Regions from separate parts of the Dromaius novaehollandiae genome. Here region 2 is linked to region 1. The links are chromatin contacts, called in public Hi-C maps. All regions are on one chromosome and are shown on one strand. Each heading gives the region's core, a stretch centred on a gene start, on an enhancer-like site or on the middle of the called end of the contact. The rest is flanking DNA. Distances are from core to core; before and after follow the strand shown.

Region 1 (6,914 bases), core at 2,378-4,877:
AGACCACATGAAAATTCGCCTTTTACCATTCAGCTGTGGTGCAGCACACAGTATGCCACAAGAACAGACTGCACTGGCCCCACTGACTTTGCTGGGGCTCTATCTTGCCCTCAGTGAGCTTGCCAAATATATACTTATTGCAAACAGCATCTGATAAAGTAGAACGAAACCTTTTGCTAGGTTCTCTGAAAGGTAGCTCAGGTGAGTAAACACGCCACGAAAGCTGCCGTGCTAATCATGCTTAAAGGCAGGAACACTGCCTCCCCCAAGGCGTAAACATCTGCTTTCCCCAGAACAGCAGAATCACGCTCCTGTCCCACGCAGTCCCTGGCCCTACCTGCTGTGGCCTGTGCAGAACAGCAGAGAGCTGGCTCTGCAGTTAAAACCCAGATGTTCCTCAGTGTTGGGAAGCAATGAATGTCCACTGTGATCACCAGCAGAATTTGGAAAGCCAGATCTCTGAAAGGCAGCTGGTACGCTAGGTATGCCTACTTGGAACTGGATAGGCCTGCGCTGCAAGCATGCAGACACCCCAGCGTAGCTGTATTGGAGATGCAGGGTATCAATCTTTTCATCTCAAAAATGAATTAGAAATTAAGGGCTGAGCATTCCCGACAAAAAAAAAAAAAAGTTACAGGAAAACAACTCTTTTCAGCAGCCTACATCCCACCTAGCTGTGTGCTCCCGTTTACTCCAGTGATGGACAATAATATTTTCTGCTTAACAATCTTACTGCAATAATCTTATTTTTCTATGCAAAGATCTAATTTAATTTGGCCCATGAACTCAAGAGAACTAGCTACCTGCTTTTGTGTTTTTTGCAAGTACATCAGAAAGAAAGAAGCAGCAGCAAACGCATCATGCATGTAATGCACATTAACAACAGTAGCAAACATTAACACATTATAGCCAATCTTGAAAGTTAGCAGAGTTAAGAAATTTGCTGCCCTACAGAGGAAAGACTGCAAATATAAGACCATGCCCAAGTTAGATGTTTTTCAGCACAGAAAGCCAGACTGTACTTAATGAGTGACTAACTAGAAGCCGTAGATAGTTGTAATTCTCCTGCTCCCCCCACCACTTGCACAGTGTACCTGCATAGTTTTGTGATAAAGATGATAGCTCAAACTTTCCTAGTAGAAACCAACCGATGGTTATCAGCATTGTACAACAAGGGGAATGGGGGATGCAGGAGAATGGCTGTGCCAGGTAAACTGATGGGAGATCACAGCAAGCCAGGAAAATTCCATGCCGTGGACTCCTTCAGGTCTTTCCCTTAGGCCACATTAATTAATCTGAACACAAAGTTTGTAAAGTAACACAAAGTTTTTCCGCTAACTCAAAACAGGCTGCAAAAAGACTGAGGCCCTTCTCTTTTGGATTTTATCTCTGCCTGGTAGAAAACACTCATATCCCTTCCTTAAGGGTCCTTTGAAAAGGCTTTTAAGGAAGGCAGCTTTTTTCCCCACTGGATATTGCATCCTCTTAGTCTGCATTCCACTCTTCTAGCAGCTATCACATTCAGAAATAAGAAATGCTCACATTGAGAGTTGCAGCGGCTTCAGTGAGTTTCATGTGCATAGAGATGCTGGTAAGAGCTTTCCTAGCTTCTAGGAATTAGTTTTGGTGAATCTGGACATTATTTATTTGAACAGATGTCATTGTTAAAAGGTCATATGCCATGGACTGATGAAGTCCTAAACTTGCCACAAGTTTTACATAAGGCCCTCCTAACGTCTTCACATTTTAAGGGCTGCAGAAGCTAACTGCGGACCATGTAAGTAAAGCTACATGTTCACTAATGATCTACAATTAATTGCAAAATTATATTCCACGTACGTTTTCAGGGAAACAAATGAAACCCAACAGGTCACATCAAGAGACAGAAACCATTGTCTAAAGAACAACAGGAAGAGAACAAAATATAGCATTCCTGCTTCCTTCTGAAAAGCTGCAACATTTCCTTCTGAAAAAATGCCCTCCTATTACAGAAAGAAGTCTCCTTACTCACACCGAGTACCAAAACAGTGAAGCAGAGCACTCACCATTTACACCGATTCTAGCCAACACTCTCCTTGGTCTCATTTTTCAGCACCTACACTGAGCTTTTGTCATGCACACAGAGCCACAGACTATTTCAGATGAGCAGACCTTTGTGAACCAAGGAGTTCAGGTTCATGAGCACTTGGTGATTTTACAGGAGACCTGCTGCACAGGTTTTTTTCCACTCAATACTAAGTCCATAGGGGAAAGAAAAAATGTAAAAGCCCAATCTATATTCAACTGCAGGAGGTAGCTTTTAATTGCTCTTTGGATCAATAAAGGCAATCTAACACTTGCTCTTGATTACTAGGCAGGGGTTTGTACTTTTCCAGACAATTTTTCCCTGCATTTCATTTGCTCCTTTTTGTCATTTCCTCACAAGATCTGAATCCTCCAGAACTTAAGTGCAAGACAGAACATTCATATCCCTAAGGAACATATAGAATTGTATTTCAGTGTCACAGATTTTTGTACTTATCAGCAGCAATAGCGTATTCAGTAAGCAGCACCACATTTCAGCAGTTTAAAGCACTAAAGAAGCGTAAAAATTGCATTCTCAAACCATTACAGCCTGTACTGAATTGACAGGGGTACACAATCACTTAAAGGGTGTCAAGTAGCATTTTATTCCATTTCCTAGCTGTAGAAAACTACGATCAGGCCAAAAGGTAAGTAAACATTAATAAAGCTCCATCCAGAATTCTACTTCTATCAAGAAAAAAATGTGTTATTGTAGCCCTCTTGTGTTCATTTGGATTAACAGCTATTGGATCAGGTCCCCTTCCTTATAGCCCCTCAAATCAAGCCCCCCAGTGCTTCTGCATGCTTTAACCACACCACCATTCCTTTCACTGTGCTCTCCACCTTCCCTCAGTTTCACTCTTCTCTCTTTCATCCTGGTTATTAAACCTAACCATACTCAGACCATGCTTTCAAACAGTAGAACATGCAGTTGATATATTCACACACTAAAACAAGAAAACTACCATTTTGAAATAAAAGGACTAAAACATCCCTTGTTTCCTATAAAACATACTTACACGCTTTGCATTTCTCCTCCCAAAAAGGGTTGGACTGAACATAATAAACAACCTTACTTGCCTCTTTTAAATTATGCCTAAGAGATCAAGTTTTAAATGGAATGTTCCACAGATAACATTTAGACATTCACAACCTTTCTTTACCCTCACAGAAAACAAGAAGATTAAAAAGACTGGTGGCCACCCCGTAGTTGGGACACAGCACAAAGTCAGAGATGGAGAATAGCAGCTTGATACTATATTCTTTTCCAACCTGCAAGGGCTAAAGCGAGCAGAAGAGCAAGTATGGCCACATTGCTATGGGTGCTTAATGGGATGGAGTCTTGTACCTGAGGGTGAGACAGCAGGGTGTTTCCACAGACACACTCACCTTCCCTGTCTGCTGCCTCGGGCATCCTTAGCTCAGCCATGCAAGACCCGCTCACCTGACACATCAGTAAGCTCAGGCAGCAGTTGAGGTGTGCTTCAAGAGCTCCTATCACCCATCTCAAAGAGTCAAACTCCAACACAGACATGCTGCTGCAGAGGAAACTTGGAGAAGGAGCCACAAACTAAGAAAGAAAGAAGAAGAAATATAATGAGAACAGAGGTACGACAAAGGACAGCGCCTAGAAGAGAAAAATGGCTATAGCTTAGCAGCAGCAAGGAACATTGGCAAGCAGTGCCCACTCCTGATCAGCAACATGGAGGGTGAACTTCAGGTCATGAACGCTCTTAAGAGCTTTGAGAGATGCATGCATTTTAAACTGAAAATCTAAGGAAAACAAGCAGTGGAAAGGAAAATCAATATAGATGCACATGGGCCATGGAATCTTTTTTATTTGAAAGATAAAAATAATAAAGTTAGGAGCAAGTTTAACTCTATTCTGCGTCTTTCCCTACAAACAAGGTAAAGGCAAGAAGAGGGTGTACCTCCTTAGCATTTGTTACTGCAAATCAGTGTTTACTGAAGAAGGTGTTAGTATATTTCAGAGGAAGAATGGAAAATCCAAACATAAAAACATAGAAGGGAAATCCTACAGTCAACCTGCATTTCTACATGAGTTTATCTTGGTTTGGGATGGATAAATGCTAAGGAATACCTAAGCCTCTAGCTCTCACAGAAAGCATGATTCACATCATACCAGGGCCTTTGAAACAAAAATTAAGAGCACTTAGTAATTCAGTTATAAAACAGCTACATGTAAGGCAACCCTTGCTAACTGTATGATAGAGCAATCAGGAAAGAATGGACCCAGTATTCCATATATAAGCCAATCCCACCTACCTTACGGTAATTAGATAGAGTCTAAATCAATGAATCTGGCTCAAATTCTCTGCGCAAGGGCAGATCACATAGCAAAACTGGCAAGAGATCTAGGGTACACAAATACAGGTAGCTTAGAGCTGCCAAACTAATTGCCCACCAATGTATGTTGAGGTGGCTGGTGGAAGGCTCATGATATGCAAGCAAAAAGCAAAGTTTCTAATGATCTCATATATTTTGGTTTATTAGTTTATAGAATATTTTTACATTTAATTTTATGAAAAATGAAAAACTGTAGATTACTGATATTTTAAAACTACTTTCTTTCATTGCACAGGTGATCAAAGCAATACTACATTTGAATCTCTTCCAACTATTAGTTTCTTTTGCATATTTATATTTAGTAGATTATACAGTGCTACCTACAGACCATGCCCTTACTTCCTCCAAAGGAACAAACACATTTGTGAGTCATCTGGCCACAGTTACTTAGGATTTGATAAGGCGGCTTGCTGCTCTGGATACATCCATGCAACTGCCATTCCCTTTATACTCATGAGACAAACAGAGTGAAGCAGATAAAGCTTCTAAAGGTTAAATTTTACCTTAGTGAAATATGTTTAGTTAATGATTAAAAAAAAAAAAAAAAAAAAGCCATGCTAAGCAAGCAGAAATTCATCTTTTTCTACAGATTTTCGTTCGTAACATTTCACTGATAGCCAAGTCATGTACAACTGAGACTTCTGAGTCTACTCATAAAAAAGCCTTGGAGAGTTTTACCTTTGAAATATGTAATATAAAGTTTGAGCCACATAAAAAAAAAAAATAGCCCCTTTTTTGAATCCAACTTATTCCTAATCAGTCCATTGACTAAGTTCAATACCACACTAAAAGATTCATTGTTAAAGCCTGCCACACAGCTTATCTGAAACTTAGATGAAGTTTTGCAACATAAGGAAGGACCCTGACATTGGTCAGCTATGCATTCTCAGATAGGAAGTGTAGATTAGATTTAAAATATGCCACAAGATGGTCTACACAGACCTCTAAACAAGCTTTTCTGGCTATAAATCAGTGAGAGCTTGATTTCAGAGTCAATTTTTTGTTGGAACTAGAGAACGGGGCATTTTGATAAAAATCCATTACAGTATTATACTGTCTTTGAGTGTGAATGCTGTGAGCAATTGTGAGGGATATGGATACTTCCCTGCTCATCCTCATCCTTTCCACTATGTGAAAGTGCGCTACGAGATAAGCGTAACCACCTCCTGCAGCTGCAGTTTGCGTCCTCTGTGTACATCATACAGTCGATTCTGCCCCTCTCATCCAATGCCATTAGGTATTTCTCTAATACGTCAGAATGGTCCATGCAATCTCAGGGTAGCAAGTTTATCTTCTGATACTCTATATTGTGAGAACCTTCACAGCACTCAGAAGAGTAACCAGACAACCAGAAGGGGTCTAAATGAGCTGGCAAGCAGGACAGAAAGGAAAGGGAACACAGCTGCATGTCCCCATCTGCAGGTATTTACAGCTCAGTAAGTAAGATCAGGACCACACAGCAGTTGTTTGTCTCAACTCACTGGTTCATCGTGCGCCTTTAACCCTAGTGCTGTGGCTCATTCAGCTCCAGGCAGCAGGTCTGACAAGCCCTCTCTGCAACCTAGAATTTGGACATGGACTGTCTAAATAAGGAGCCAGAGCATAGAATGGAGGTTGTTCAGTAACAAAGAAAAGATGGGTCATCCAAATAGACTAAGTGGATATCAAGAAATATTTTATTGTACATGTAATCAAAATTAAAAAAACCAAAACCTCAGACAAGAGGGAGCAAGGGACAGATTTATCTAGCATCTCTTAACTATGCAGGGTACAGAAATACAACTAGTAAGAATTTGCACACATCAGTACCCTTTGCTCCCCTTCCCTGCCCCAATTAAAGAGGTTATACAAGCGAGATTAGTAATGCTTCAAATCAAGCTTCCTCAGTAACTGCACACTTGACCTGACATAGCTGAAGTATGTTCAGTTTCATGACAGTATGCACCTTCAAAACAATTGTTTTAAACAACACAGCATCTCTTTAGTGGTTTGTAAGCATTACTCATTCAACACCAAGAGTATACTTAAGTGACTAATGACTTGGCAGCCATAATTATCTTGTTATATCCAAACCAACACTATCTTTAAGTATATCAATTATAGAAAATAGATTCATTAGGCTTACCAATATGTAGTAGAGAATATATTATCAAGTGGCAAACCTTAATGTAAGATAAGTGGCTGTCAAGAAGCAGAGGAAATATTCACAGGGAAGGGGGCAGGGAGTTACATGCTGAGCAGGGAGCATGTTGACTAGTCAGAACTAAAAAAGCTGAAGTTCAGGACTGTTAGCTGCTAAAGAGTTACACCTCAGTATCATTGGTGTAAGAAGAGTTTCAAATCACCTGGTTTGAAAAATATGCTATTCATTCCACATCTACATCAATCTCCCAGCTTAACACATGACCTTAGCTCCTCACCATAGCACAGTATCTTGAACAGCTCTAGCTACATAACCATGTTCTGCCTCATGTACTGCAAGG
Region 2 (6,339 bases), core at 3,619-6,118, 110 kb before region 1:
AGGGCTATAATTCAAGTCTTCATGTTCTCTTTTCCCACCGTGAGCTGGCCTTCATGATCTCCCGTGATAACCTTCAGCCATTCAACTTTTGTGTTGCACCGTCTTCTTCCTCCAAGAGCATCTTGAGTAAAGGCCTGCTCAGGATGCCTTCTTTACAGAGGAGAGTGGGAGCAGAAACTGCCTGAGCTAAGCTCTCATGAAGCATTGCATCAGAAACAGGAATTTAAAGATCTGGGAGTTTATGTACTTTGGGTGTGGGGTTTTCTTTTGGTCAAGGGATTGAAATTTTTATTAGGATGGAGAAAAATTTCTTACTCTCTCACATGATTCTATGAAACAGAGCTGTTTATGGAGCATTTTCTCTTTTCATAAGAAGCAAGTACCATTTACTGGTATTGCTGACAGTTCAGGCAAACTGAAGGGATTTTTCATCAGCCTGGAAATAACAATTCTTCTACATGGTGGAACCACCCAGGCAGCCCTCACCGTGGCATCGCTAGGCTGGAGCTGCAGGTGGCCCTGTTTGTGAAAGTCGCTGTCAGAAGGAGGCAACATTTGTCCCAAATTTATCTCATAACTTAGCTGTAACTGAATCCAGCACTGAAACCTCAATCTGGAAACTGTGAAAAATGGGCTGTCTCTCACATCTCTAACAAAAAATGGGCATAAATAATTGATAATAGATCAAATTTGCTGAAATATACAAAGGATACCATCTGTCTTCCTGCCAGTTATGATACAGAATAACCAAAAGGTTTTTAGTGGAGACAGATGACAACATTTAACAGCAGCTGCCTGATGCACGTTGTTCTTACAGTTGCCTGTAATTTGAAAATTGTGCTGGGGGCTAAAGGAGATAGTTTGGCAATTGGAAAATGAATACCGAGGGGAAAAAAATACAGCTCTCTGAAATGGAAGCAAATGGATTAATGGAAATGGAATAATGCAAATGGAAAATATGTCTAGCACATGTCACGATAGCACTGAGAAAGCTTCACAGCTTGCTCTCCAGCTGCGACCTTGCCAGTGCTCCCGTAGCGTTTAGCAGGGACTTCAAGGCAGCTGTGCTCTAGTGCCTGTATAAGCAGAAGCGATTTGCAGAGAAACTGCAGGCATCACTGCTGTTCTGCAGAGGAGGTAGCTCTTAGCTGGCTTCCAGGCTCTTGAGGCTACAAAATACCTGAGCGAGAGACAGTATGCCCAACAGCTTGTTTTTTTACAAATACATCAGTTAGTTTAAATAAAAGATTACCTCTTCTCGCACACCAGTCTTCTTAAGAAGAAAGGAGTGAGGTGTGAAAAACTATGGCCCTCTCTCAGATACAGGTGTACATGTGATGCCAATTAATGTCAATGAAGTGATGAGGTTATTTCCTCCCTTTGTCAGTCTTTTCCTGTAATGAAACACGAGCTATTTAATAACATGCTCTGCACATTTAGTTTAGACGCTCGTGATCTTTAGAGGATAGGAATCAGATATTGGTTTAATTGGGTCTCATTTGTAAATTAGTAACATTGATTTAGCTTCTCTGATCTTAGTCTCACTTTTTTAACATAGATTTTTGGGTAAATAGCTGCCAGTTCAGGGATTTTGTTTCTGGTGGTTAGCATCACAGCAGCTTTTTCTGCTTCCAGGTTATGTCTCCTGTTTCATGCATCAGCTCAGTGGGTGGAATCCTGACTCTTCTTAAATCAATGGCAAAACTCTCTCTGACGTTCACTGGTGAGGATTTCAGTGTTTGTCTTTAACAGCTGTCATAACACATTTTATGATGCATTTGACCCTCTCTGCTCCTCCCATTAGAGCTTTGAATTAGAAGAATCGAGTATGTCCAGTAATCAACAAGCAGATTTCTCAAAGAGCTTGAAAGTCTCTAAGGTTAAGAATAGATAAAAGAGCGATTGGAAATTCATCCAGCCAAAAAGCCCTTCTTAGGGATGGGGCAAGTTTTGGTTTAGAAGACGCTTGTGACCTGCATTTTTCCATCGTCAATGGTATAATGCTATTATTGCCTTATGTTGTAAACAGTTTTGCTCTTGTGTTTATATTTAAAAAGAAGAAAGTGTGATTTTTATTGCTAAATCTCTTTCTGTGGTCTGACTTTGGCAGACTGCCTTACTACTATGCAATCTGTGTTGAAACTAGAAACCTTGAATAATATAACACAGTTATTAACTTCTTCTTCCAATGCTCTTGTTGCTTCTTTAAAAGGTGTGCAGTCAAATGAAAACAACAAATGTTAATTCAAAGCCACAGTTGCTGTTTTCAAGAGGAAGATAAAAGACAGCTTTAGAGAAACCTGTATTTTCTGTTTCTTATTGACAAAGTCACAGTTATGGAAAGCTTTGTGAAACTTGTGCTGAATTTAATCTTGCTTCTGAAACTATTTTCCTAGGACATTGAAATATGTAAATCCAAGAAACTGAGGAGGAGGAGGGAATGGAACAGGTCAAATAACAGGCATTTATTGTTGAAGGTATATTGTTTGAGATGTGCTGATGAAAGAAATAGTGTAGAGAAATGTCAAGTAATTTGTAAATCGAAAGTGTACACGTACTGCTACGACCTTTTATTTTTCCATGAGTATGCTTCATGCCTAACAGTGCTAATCACAGATTTTACTAGGAGGAAGCCATATCAATCCCTTTTTAAAAAGTAACACAATTGTTGACCCTCTATGCAATATTGTCATATACTTGAAGCTTTCTTTGTGAATACTTTTTATGCTGAAGATAATTATTTCCTAGAGTAGATCCTAATCATTTTAGTCTTTCTGGCTCTGGGATGTTTTACAAGTTCCCTGTTTTCAGAGAAAGGTTGACAATGTCATCTGGACTGAAGTCTCCTGATTTTGTGGAAGTAATCCCTGCATAAGGTAGGGCTGTGCTCCTTTCTAATGTCACCGTTCAGAGTATGCAAATAATTTACAGTATGAGGTAAAAGGTTTCTATTATATTAACTCTCTATTTTTAAATAACAATCTTAGCAACCCAAACACTGGCTATTACTGTGTTTTGTGTTTAACAGTCTTGTGTAGTATTGCATTTAAGTAGAGTTGAACTTCCCTAGTCTGTGAAAATCATTTGTATTTACTCGGAATGTCACAAAGCCATCTACTGCTCTTGAACTTCACCAAGCACTGGTCTCCATTGGCCTCAGCTTGACTTATAAGTGGTTTTGCTTCCAGGTTTTCTTAATTATTCCTTAGCCATCTCCTATCCTGGGCTGCTAAATAATGGAAAGAGTTGGGTCAAATATGATTGTTTGACTATCAAAACCCCTTTCTGCCAATTCCTTGCCTGGCCTGTTATGCTACATTACACTGTGAATCATTTTCTTTGTTTCTGCTCCTCACACTCATTTCCTAATTTTGTGGGCAAAAAAGAAGTCACAGTTTCTGAAGCTGGTGCAATATGCGTCAAAGGCAATATTCCCACTGACTTAAGTGAGAACAGCCAGATGTCTAAATGTCTGCATGACTGAGGTGAGAATCCGGAGGCTGAATCCCTTTCCTTGGAGGGGAAGCATTTAGGGAGGAATCCACAAGCAGATTAATTAAATAGCAAATCTCCCTTCGAGAGGCTGTTGGTGTTTAAAGATTCGGTTCTGTTGACAGTAACAGAAGGCCCTATTTTTTTGCTTCCTTGTTGAACAAAGAAGTTTCAAATGTAATTCGTTCTTTTGCCAGGTAAAGTTCAATTGTAATGAGATTTTGTTAATGCAGATGTTGTGTGTATTTTCTATATCTGTGCCCTTGAAATGTGGTTGTTATAGCAACAGGCTTAACTATTAAACAGGTTTTAGTTTTATATCTGCTTCATAACATATAATGTAATTAGGTATTTGCAGCAACTCTAAGCATCATGTTAGCTAGTAGATGACACAAATATCACTTACCTTCCAAAGTAAATTAACTACAAGGTACTATCTCTAAAATGTATGTTATTAATCTGTCTAATTTCTTTCTGCCTGAAAGAATGTTAAAAAAAATAATAATAATGTAAATATCCAGTGTTAAAATGTGCAAAAATGGTTAGATTTCAAAGAGCTCACAATACTGGTAATTTTGGAAAACGGATCCCAGCTGAAGCCTTTTAACATTTGAAAGTCTTATCCAAGCTGCGCATCTGTAGTTCACAACTCACTGCCCGCGCTGGCCGTCGCGGCGATCGCATTGCCGCAGGCCTGTGGGGACGGCTGTGCTCCCAGCCCAGGGCAAAGCCAGATGAACGGCTGATGAAATGAGCACTCCTGAGGTGCATTGTGGATCCATTTTCCCCTCAAAATTCGCTTGAAATTAAGCTCCTCTCTGCTGTGTGAGGTTTTCAACTCAAGATCAACCTACTTAAAGAATTACGGAGTTTTTGGTTTCTGACGGTGGGAACGATCTCTGAAATCAGTTTTCCCTCTCAACCCCGGGAAGGGGAAGGCGGGGGAGCGAAGGGAGAAGCCTGTGTTTTGTACCTGCACCAACGGGTGTTCCCGAGACGGGAGCGACCTGGCTCTGGAGAGCCCGCGGCCCTGGGGAGAGGAGGTTAGGCACCGGCAGCCTCGGGGCACCTTCCTCGTTGAGAAAGGGCGAACCACGCTGCCCGCGCTGGGGCCCCAGGGAGGGCTTCTCCCAGGCGCGGGAGCACCATGTGCCCTTCCAGTGCGTTTTCTATCATCCTTTGAGAACCCTGCGAAAGCAAAATCCTGTTTAATGTGAAATAACACATCACTGAGCTTGTTCAGCAGTTTGTGCAGCAGCTTCACATGTCGTGGCGCTTTTTGAGCTGGCTTTGTTGCTGCTCCTTCTTATAACCGAAGCTTTTAACTTCCTCGGGCGGATGTTATTGCAGCAACCTGACACTCAGCCTTGTGACCGAGGCTTTGTCTTGGTGCTCGGATCTGAAGTCTGGTGCGTACAATGAGAGAGGCCCCTAAGAGCCCTGAGAAAAGCAGGGGGGGATATAGTTTTTTAAAAAGAAGCCTGAGGTCTAAACCTTAGAGTGTGCATTTGCGCCATCCAGTCAACATGCTTAAAAAAAGCAGTTCTGCACTGAAATCAGATAATTGTCGCTCCAAAAAATCAGCAAGTCTTTTTGCCATTTGTGCATTTTAAACATCTTTTTTGCCTATGCCATTGTCGTAACTGATTATATATGACTGGTCTGAAATTTGCATATTTAGGCGCAGACTAAATTTTTCTTTCTAGAACATATGGTCCAGAACTTTATCAGAAATTGATAGTCTTGTTATTAGGTGGCATTGATCTGCAAGAAAAATAATGCTATTGATGAATTTTAATTAATTCTTTTTAGTAAGTGAACTTCTCTCCAGCAAACTTTCTCAGTATAGTAATAAAGGATACAGTAATCTAAAGCCTGCAGGACTCTGTTCTTGTGGCACAGTGCCTGCAAAACATTTCAATAATACGGTTCCAGAATTAGCAAATTACAGGATTGGGATAGCTGTAACTCGTTTATTGCCATACGCATAATCCAGATCTCTCAAGGGTTAAATCACTAAATCTGCGGTCCAGCATTTGTTGGTATGAGGCAACAAGATCTCCTGAAACTATTCATCTGGTTTGAGAAAAAATGAATTTAGGGTGAAAGAAATGACATTTTTTCCTCTTTCCATTTTACTTGTATTAAAAACAGATGGGAAATCTCAGTCATGCTTTTAACAATTAGCTGCAAATCGGTGCCGTGAGTTTGTAAATACTACCCTGTCGGTTTAAACGCGGTCGTGAGAAGCGCTCCGATGGTACACCTGCACAGCATGACAGTTCGCTTTGAAGGGTGTAGTTCGCAACTCGACCTCCAAACTCTGAAACTTCTGGTTTCAGAAACTCGTTCAATCTGTTTCTGCACGTGTCTGTGCTTCTCGCTCAGCACACGCGATCTCCCTGCGGCTCGTCCCGCAGAAGGGTGGGGGATTGGGTGTTTCTTTCTCGGGGCGTTAGTGGGCCGGTCGGAAGGAGGCCCGTGGCAGAGGCGCTGGCTCCGGCACAAGGACACGCAGCCGCGCCGCGTCTTGCTGGAGACGGCATCGAGCATCTGCTCCAGATGCAGGTCTGGTCTGTCCCCCGGCTGCCCGACGCAGCGGAGAAACACCTTCCCCCAGGTGCGACAGGTTTCATGCAAGTTCTGGGGATTTATTTAGCTGCTGTGGAGACTAAAATCAATTGCTGCTTCAGAGAGCAAAATACTGCCCTTTGCTGTTGCCCGTTACCCTACGCCAGGTGTTTGGCTGGAAATAACAGTCCACAATTGCTAACTTGGCCACAAGAGGGAGCGCGTAAATCCCACGAATGCAAGAAGGACGTGTTGAAATAGACTAATATAAATATT

Evidence for each region. Hi-C and Micro-C count contacts between places; a contact is called where the count stands out from the background.
Region 2: a Hi-C map of ovary shows a contact between it and region 1, with 2.5 times the contacts expected there. The contact joins the enhancer-like site here to the promoter of AP1S3 in region 1. A contact is called at or near these places in 2 of 4 Hi-C or Micro-C datasets (brain and ovary).

What each region holds. Positions count from the first base shown.
Region 1 is chr9:21,763,449-21,770,362 of bDroNov1.hap1, reverse strand. It overlaps AP1S3 (adaptor related protein complex 1 subunit sigma 3), which reads right to left and starts at 3,627. Exons shown (of 5, transcript XM_026109591.2): 1 at 3,509-3,627. The coding sequence starts at 3,598. WDFY1 (WD repeat and FYVE domain containing 1) reads right to left here. Exons shown (of 12, transcript XM_026109590.2): 12 at 6,090-6,914.
Region 2 is chr9:21,872,665-21,879,003 of bDroNov1.hap1, reverse strand. All of the region lies in intron 2 of LOC112988872 (a long non-coding RNA gene), which reads left to right. Among named protein-coding and RNA genes, the nearest start is that of SCG2, 51 kb to the right of the region's middle. Within about 2 kb of position 4,868, at least 2 of the 2 cell types and tissues checked have open chromatin away from gene starts, as enhancers often do.